Linked DNA regions of Mus musculus: region 2 is linked to region 1. Evidence: chromatin contacts called from public Hi-C data. All regions are on one chromosome and are shown on one strand. The core of a region is the stretch at or near the end of the contact, and the rest is flanking DNA. Distances in the headings are between cores, read along the strand shown. Region 1 holds the start of Eif2s2 (eukaryotic translation initiation factor 2, subunit 2 (beta)). Region 2 holds the start of a (nonagouti).

Evidence for each region. A called contact is a pair of places that touch in the nucleus more often than the background predicts.
Region 2: a contact with region 1 is called in a Hi-C map of uterus, with 3 times the contacts expected there. The contact joins the promoter of a here to the promoter of Eif2s2 in region 1. A contact is called at or near these places in 3 of 39 promoter capture datasets (cranial neural crest, frontonasal cranial neural crest and second pharyngeal arch cranial neural crest), 1 of 484 Hi-C or Micro-C datasets (uterus) and 5 of 115 datasets of contacts at active chromatin or transcription factors (bone marrow-derived macrophages, effector CD8 T cells, embryonic stem cells and 1 more).

The regions. Positions count from the first base shown.
Region 1 is chr2:154,890,996-154,894,705 of GRCm38.p6, forward strand. It overlaps Eif2s2 (eukaryotic translation initiation factor 2, subunit 2 (beta)), which reads right to left and starts at 1,911. Exons shown (of 9, transcript NM_026030.2): 1 at 1,695-1,911. The coding sequence starts at 1,709.
Region 2 is chr2:155,012,081-155,015,319 of GRCm38.p6, forward strand. It overlaps a (nonagouti), which reads left to right and starts at 1,490. Exons shown (of 4, transcript NM_015770.3): 1 at 1,490-1,561.

The DNA.
Region 1 (3,710 bases), core at 661-3,160:
ACAAAGTGAGTTCCAGGACAGCTAGGGCTATACAGAGAAACCCTGTCTCGAAAAACCAAAAAAAAAAAAAAAAAAAAAAAAACTTTAAACTAGTCTAAACATTACTTCTTCCTACACCATACTTTACCACAGAAGCAATAGACAGAACAATATAACAATACACAGGTAGTTATTTTTAAGTTACGAAGTTTGGTTACTACATGTGTTATCTATTACCTCTTACTACCCATAAGCACTTTACCACAGAACACCACAGCTGTATATAGGTAGTTATTTTTAAGTCTGGAACGTGAGTAGAAATAAAGGCTAAACACTTTCTGAACTTTTCTAACACATAATGCAGTAGCAAAGAGCAATGTCTAACGTGTCTTTCAAGCAAGAAACATCTATCTCTTCCAGAGTTTAGTGAGTTTGCAAGAGCCTCCTAGTCATTTAGATGAAGGCATACTGCACAGAGCTGGGATTCTATTACTAGCTCAGGCACTTGGAATTTTATTAGAGGCACTGTACAACTCTAAGCTCCAATTGGCTCATCTCTAAAATGGACTTACAGGAATTTATTTTACTGAACCCTGGAAACCAACTTAAACTAGAACTAGTTCCCATGAAACAAATCTCTAATTCCTTAATGTAGTTACCTAAGTCCTCCATAAACTAACCAGCATCTACTTCAACCAAACTAGTGAATACTTCACTTTCTATGCACTTTCTCCCTTCTTGACCATAAACGCCTTGTGATCAGTTTTCTCATTGGTTGAGAAAATTCTGATCATTTCTAGAGCCCATTCAAAAGCCAACTCTGCACAGAACCTTCAACTATTCCTCTTACCCCTCCCCTAGGCCTGTAAGTCAAGTAAGTCACAAATTCTTCGTAAAGTACTTCCTTGGGGCTAGGATTAGGCTTCTAGGCCCAATGCTAAGCAATATCTAAGCCAAGACCACTCTTTTTTCTTTAAAGTCATTTAATGGTATGTGAACTAGGATAAATCTGGAAAAGGCAAAACCCAAAAAGATTTAAAAGAAAAAAAAAAGACACAATAAAACGGGGGACGGGGCTTGAAAAATTCTGAGATCCAAACCCAGTCAGTTTCACAGCCGGACCTTCCTGCTCACCTCGCCTGTAAAGGAAACTTTGGGACTCGGGCCCGAAAACTTTTCTCGAAAGGTGGTCACTTCCTGAGACTTAAAATATCTTCTCCTCTGGCTCTTTGGGTTCCTGTCTTAAGAAATAAGGCCTCGAGCGGGAAACGGGAGCGAGATATCCGCCCGGAAAAGGCAGCCTACAAAGTTTTAACCTCGGTGCTCCACCGGAACCGAGAGGGGCCTCGCAGGGCACCCTGACCCCTCAGCCGTGAGAGCCGAGGCGGCTATGTGTGTGAGGAAAGGAATGCCGGGGCGGCCGGGCAAACTAACTCGGCATTCAACCCCTTTCCGAGAGGACGGCTCAACACGCTCTCCATTCCGAAACGCCGATCACCGTGGGAGACAGGCCTCGCCGCCGCCCTGAGGAGAGCCGAGGGAGACCAAGTCTGAGGATCCAGAGTCCTCGCCGGCTCCACAGCTCCGGGACGCCTAGGCCGGGCTGCTCCACATGGCGGCCGGCTACAGCTAGGCCGCAGGCCCGGCTTCTCACACAGGTGTGGGTTCGGCTTCCTGCCTCAGTCCTTAGCCCTAACTCCAGCTCAGCCTCTCACCTCGTCCCCGGACATGGCTGTAGTTCGAGCGGGTTCGGCAGGGATGAAAAGTCAAACCGGTCGGCTTCACGGCCCGGAGTCAGCGTAGCTCCCACCGATACTTCTCACAGCACCGCACTAGGCTCTTGCATCAGCGAAAGGGAGCGACACCCCGCCCTCCTCTCAAACGTTGGAAGTGCGCCTGCGCAGAGCTCGCCAAAGCGCAGGCGTACAGTAAAGCCAACCTTACGTGCTTCTCGTGGCGCGAGTTATTCGGCGACTCCCCGGCGCCGGGCATACTGGGACTTGTAGTTTGGCTAGAAAAGACCGGCGCTTGTGCGCTTCGGGAGTTTCGAGGGCGTGCACGACTGTTTTAAACATGTCAGGATGTTCGGGTTCTTGTGCTGCTGGTTACCTAAGAGGTTCGAAAAGTGCTGTGTTGCTTGTAAAGTGAATTTGGGGCCATTTTTCAGGTTTAACTTAGTGGAAACCCTAATATGAACCCGTGGAGCTGAGTTCACGCTTTCCCCTAGAATCGGTCTAGTATTCGAGGAATGCACCTCAGTAGAAGCGTTTCACTTCGTGAGAAGTTTAACCTTCTAGCTTTTTACTTCAGAAGATTCTTCCCTGGTTTTCCATAGTTAGACCGAGGAACGAAGCCGTCCTCTGAGGAGAAACAGCCCAGCAAGCTACAGTCTGTCAGGAAGCTTCGAAATAGTCTTAACTAGCTCAATAAAGGGGCTATGTTGAGAAATGTGTAGAGTAGGTAATTAACTTGTTGACGAACTTCATACCATATAAGTAAAGACACTACAACGTCCTAGGCGATATAATCATCTGGGACTATTAATTATGTGTCCTTTTTTGACTAAAGCTTCCTTATATGGTACATGACTCCTTGTTTATGGAGTCTTTGCTAGACAATTCTGGATGTATCATCTATTTTCCCTGGGGAGATACAGCTGCCATTTAGGAAGGCCTCGGAGTATGCGCTTGTAGTTAAAAAACAAAACAACAAAAAAACACCTGTGTTTGTAACCACAGGGAACTGCAAAGCCCCACTGTTTGAAAGAATGCTCAGCTGGGGCGTCAGGTGATCCACTCAGGTGACTGAAGGGACTGCTCAAGTAAGTAGATGCTATCAGGAGATGAGAGTAATTATCAAGTTTTTAATGCTTCTTGCATAAAAAGAATCAAGTGAGGATTAATCTATGATTAGTGAAAAAAAGCCCTCACGTTAGAAGAGATGGGGAAAGTACTTAGTGATTTTTGTAGTTGGCAAAATGTTCTTCTTGATTGATTTTTGTATTCATACCTGATTACTGAGTTTGTCTTTGTTTTGGTCTACTGGAATTACAAAATGGTCTGTCTGAGCTGGGTGTGGTAGCACTTACCATCCTAGCTCTTGAGAAGTAGAGGCATGAATATCAGAATTTCATAACCAGCCTGGACTACATAAGATTTTATCTTTTTAAATTAATCAATTAATTGATTAATATACTTTACATCTTGACCACAGTTTCTTCTCCTCCCAGCCCCTACCCCCCATTCACTCATCCTCTATTTCTCTTCAGAAAGGGGAGGCCTTCCATTGATATCAACCTGCCCTGGCATGACTCGTTGCAGTAAGACCAGAGGCATCTTATCCTATTAAGGCTGGGTGAGGCAGCCCACCTAGCCTCTGGGAAAGGATCCCAGAGGCAGGCAACAGAGTCAGAGAAAACCTTGCTACGCTCTCTGGTCGAGTCAACTGGACAAGCCGAAAGGCTTAAAAGTCACTCATGAGGCAAAAGAGTTTCAAGGAAGCTCTCCTCCTGGAGTCTAGTGTTCTCTACCCATACATTAATTTTTCATTCCCGAGTTCCATTACCGCACTAGTCTAGAGTTGGATCCACGTGTGCTCTCTTTCAGTATTTTCCTATAAGTGCTCTGACATGGCTAAAGCCTTCCGCCAGTGTTCCAACAGTCCAAGGGCATCCTTGACCAAGATCAAGGGTTTAGAATTCAGCAAGATTGTAAAAGCTAAGTCACTCCCTT
Region 2 (3,239 bases), core at 240-2,739, 120 kb after region 1:
TTTAAATATGCAGACAATCTCAAGCCAACAAATGTGGAAACCGTGAGAAGTAGATAGAAGGAAGAAAAACCTTAAAATAAATTGAGTAATAGGCTATATTGTAAATAATGTACTCTGATCAATCTAGATTGATAAGTTCTACTAAATTTTCAGCAAAGAGAAAATCAGCAAATTTCAGCAAAGTGTGTGTGTGTGTGTGTACACAATATAGCTATATGCAATGTTTCCAGAAAAATGTAAAGAAAAGACAGGGAGCCATGGCTGAGTTCAAGGAGATCATTCTCGGGGACACGGGGAGTTTGGGGACAGCCTAGGACAGTCTTGGAAAGGGGGTATGGATGTTGAGCAGACAATTTTCCAAGCAAGAAGACCCCAGTTCAGATTCCCAACACCTGTGAGGCTGGCTGTGCCGGTGCACATCTGTTACCATGGCACCATGGGAATCAGAAACAAGAGGATGCCTGGGATTTACTGGCCTGGCCAGTCAGACTAGCTAAACTGGCAAGATCCCTGTTCAGTGTCTCAAAGATCTGAGAGAGAGAGAGAGAGAGAGAGAGAGAGAGAGAGAGAGAGAGAGAGAGAGAGAGAGAGAGAGAGAGAGTCACAGATACAAACACACATACACACACACACACACACACACACACACACACACACACACATATATACATGTTTGTAGTCCACATCTATCCTGTGCTAATGCCTGTAATCCCAGCACATTGGAGATAAAAGCAGGATCAGGAGAATCTGGAGTAAAAGCCACCTTTGGTCTAGCCTGAGCTACATAAGACACTGTCTCAACAAACAAACAAACAAACAAACAAACAAACAAACAAACAAACAAAAGGATTCACATCATCCAGAGGGTCATAAATTGTGACCTTATAAATTTTAGCTTGTTCAAGGAAAAACCCAGAGAAGAGCGGAGAGCCGCAGCCTAATCCTTCAGAGTCAGCTCAAGAACCGCTCCTTCCGGTGGTGAAAATTTGAGAAATTTGAAAATTATGAGACCAATATTGGTAATTCCCTAAGAGAGTCTACCAATCGTGCAGGCCAGGCCTCAGCCATCTGCCTACCCAGTTGGCTTAGTTTCTCTACCAACTGTTCCTTAGCCCACCCAGACTCTCCCAGGGAAGTTCAATTAAGCCGTGCCTTGATGGGATTTGTTTTTCCAGGTCAAGTTACTAGGCCTAGGTTTCTCTGTGTCCCCTGGGGTTAATTCTGAATTAAATCCTCATTAACTCTTTCTATAGAGTAACCTCAGTGCATCCCCTTCTCTTCCATCCTCCCCTAACCTCCATGTCAACACCAATTTCAGTTCCTAAGACTCGGGAGAAATATAGGGAGCGCAGACCACAAAACTTGTGGCCTCTGGGACGAGTCTGAACCTACTGGGCTGAAAGCAAAGGGGTAAGATGGGGAAGGCAGCTACCAGGGACTTCTGGGGGTCTTTAAAAATGTCTCACAGCAATGCTCCTTGCCTCTGCCATTCAAGGACAGGAAAGACATTCTGGCCTGGCTTCCCTTAGGGGAGCTGATGCGGAGTAGAGTCACTTGTGCTGTAAGTAGGAGGAACCTGTTGTCTCGGTTTTGTTGGCTTTGGGGTTCTATCTCCTCCTTCTGTATGGTTCCCTTTCAGGTAGCCTGGGCTGCGGGAGACCTGGCTATAACACAAACCCTGGTCCTAACTTGAACTGTACTGTGGAATATGCTCTTCTCTCCTGCTTGCTGCTTTTCACTCCTTTTCAACGTGAATCTATCAGCATCTTGCTCTTGAGACAGAGTGAAATTTGGAATAATGTTTATAGAATGACCAGTTGTTCTCTTGTTCTTACATTTTAAGTAGCAAACAACAGCTTGCGGCAAGCTTCCTTGGTTAGATGGCCTTTACTCTTTTGTGGGATGCGTAGGAATTCAGTTGGCAACTTTGCTTCCAGATGTGGAAAGAAGTTCTTCCTCGTTTCTTGGAAAGTTAAACGGGTCTATTTGATTCACAGATGGAGGTCAGAGCTGTTAAGAGATTAACACTGAGGATGTAAGCAACATTTTGCTGACTAGCCAAGTATCTCCCCTGCAACCCCCAGTTCTCTTTACCCTGCTTTGCCATTCCCTAGCAGTAAAACCATAAAAAGCATAGTATTCTCAGAAGAACTCCTTGGTGTCAACTTTGACCCAGAGTCACACTGGAATGCTGCTTTATATTTTCTTCAGAGTTGCTTGTAGGATCTGTGTTCAACCCATTCATACAGATCAAAATTTAGCACTTAGGAATCCATCTGTCTGATTAAATTAGTTCACTTTGTACTCATTACAGTAAAAGCCAATCACCCAAATGTCATTTATTGCAACCTGCCTTTGCCTTTATATGTGTTGAATATTTTTAGACTTGATACCCAGTTCGACTAAATGTCCATTAGATGGAAGCTTGAGTGATGCCTGCAACTGTGGCTGAGTCTGCTGTGTCTCAGTGACGTTGGATATTTGTTCCACTGTTTGCTTTGGAGAGGCGTGGGTGGCTGAATGGAGGACACATTAATGTCACGCTTGGTTTTCTTTGTTTGAGGGAGATCTTATGGACCAAGAGCATCTCAGCCCCAGCATCCAGTGCTCTGGTGGCGCTCATGCTGTCCCCAGAGGTCTCGTGTGTATTCTGAAGGTTTGCTCAGCCGACTCTCTTCGGTTCTGACTTGATTCTTTCCAGCAGGAAATTGCATCTGCCATCCAAGCCTCCTCCCTCCTTCTGCTTTAAAGTTGTGGAAGCTGCTGAGAAGATCACTGACTTCGGCCACACTTAGGGAGTTCACAACACCCTCCAAGTGAAAGGAATTGAGAGAGGCTGTTCCACAGCTCTGTCGATAGGGTACTTGCCTTGAAAGATTTTCGAATTCCCGGCCAATGCACCAAATAAAAGACCCCCGAAGTGAGACCCTTACTCAGACACTCAAGTCCCGGGACAGCCGCGTACCCAAGAAGACACTGAGACCATACATAAAATGTAGAAGGTAAGATTTAATAAGGCAGCAACATGAAAGCACACAGACCAGAGCTCTGGGGTCGAAATAAAGCAGCAACATGGAAGCACACAGAGCTCTGGGGTCGAAACTCATACACCTTAGCACAGGGTAGAGGAGTCTCGACAGTCAGCCAAAATTTTTCACAGGCTTATATAGTAAAACTCAAAGGGGGAGAACTGGGCAGGAAAAGTACAAGTTTACATCACTAGGGAGTTCTGCCAAAGG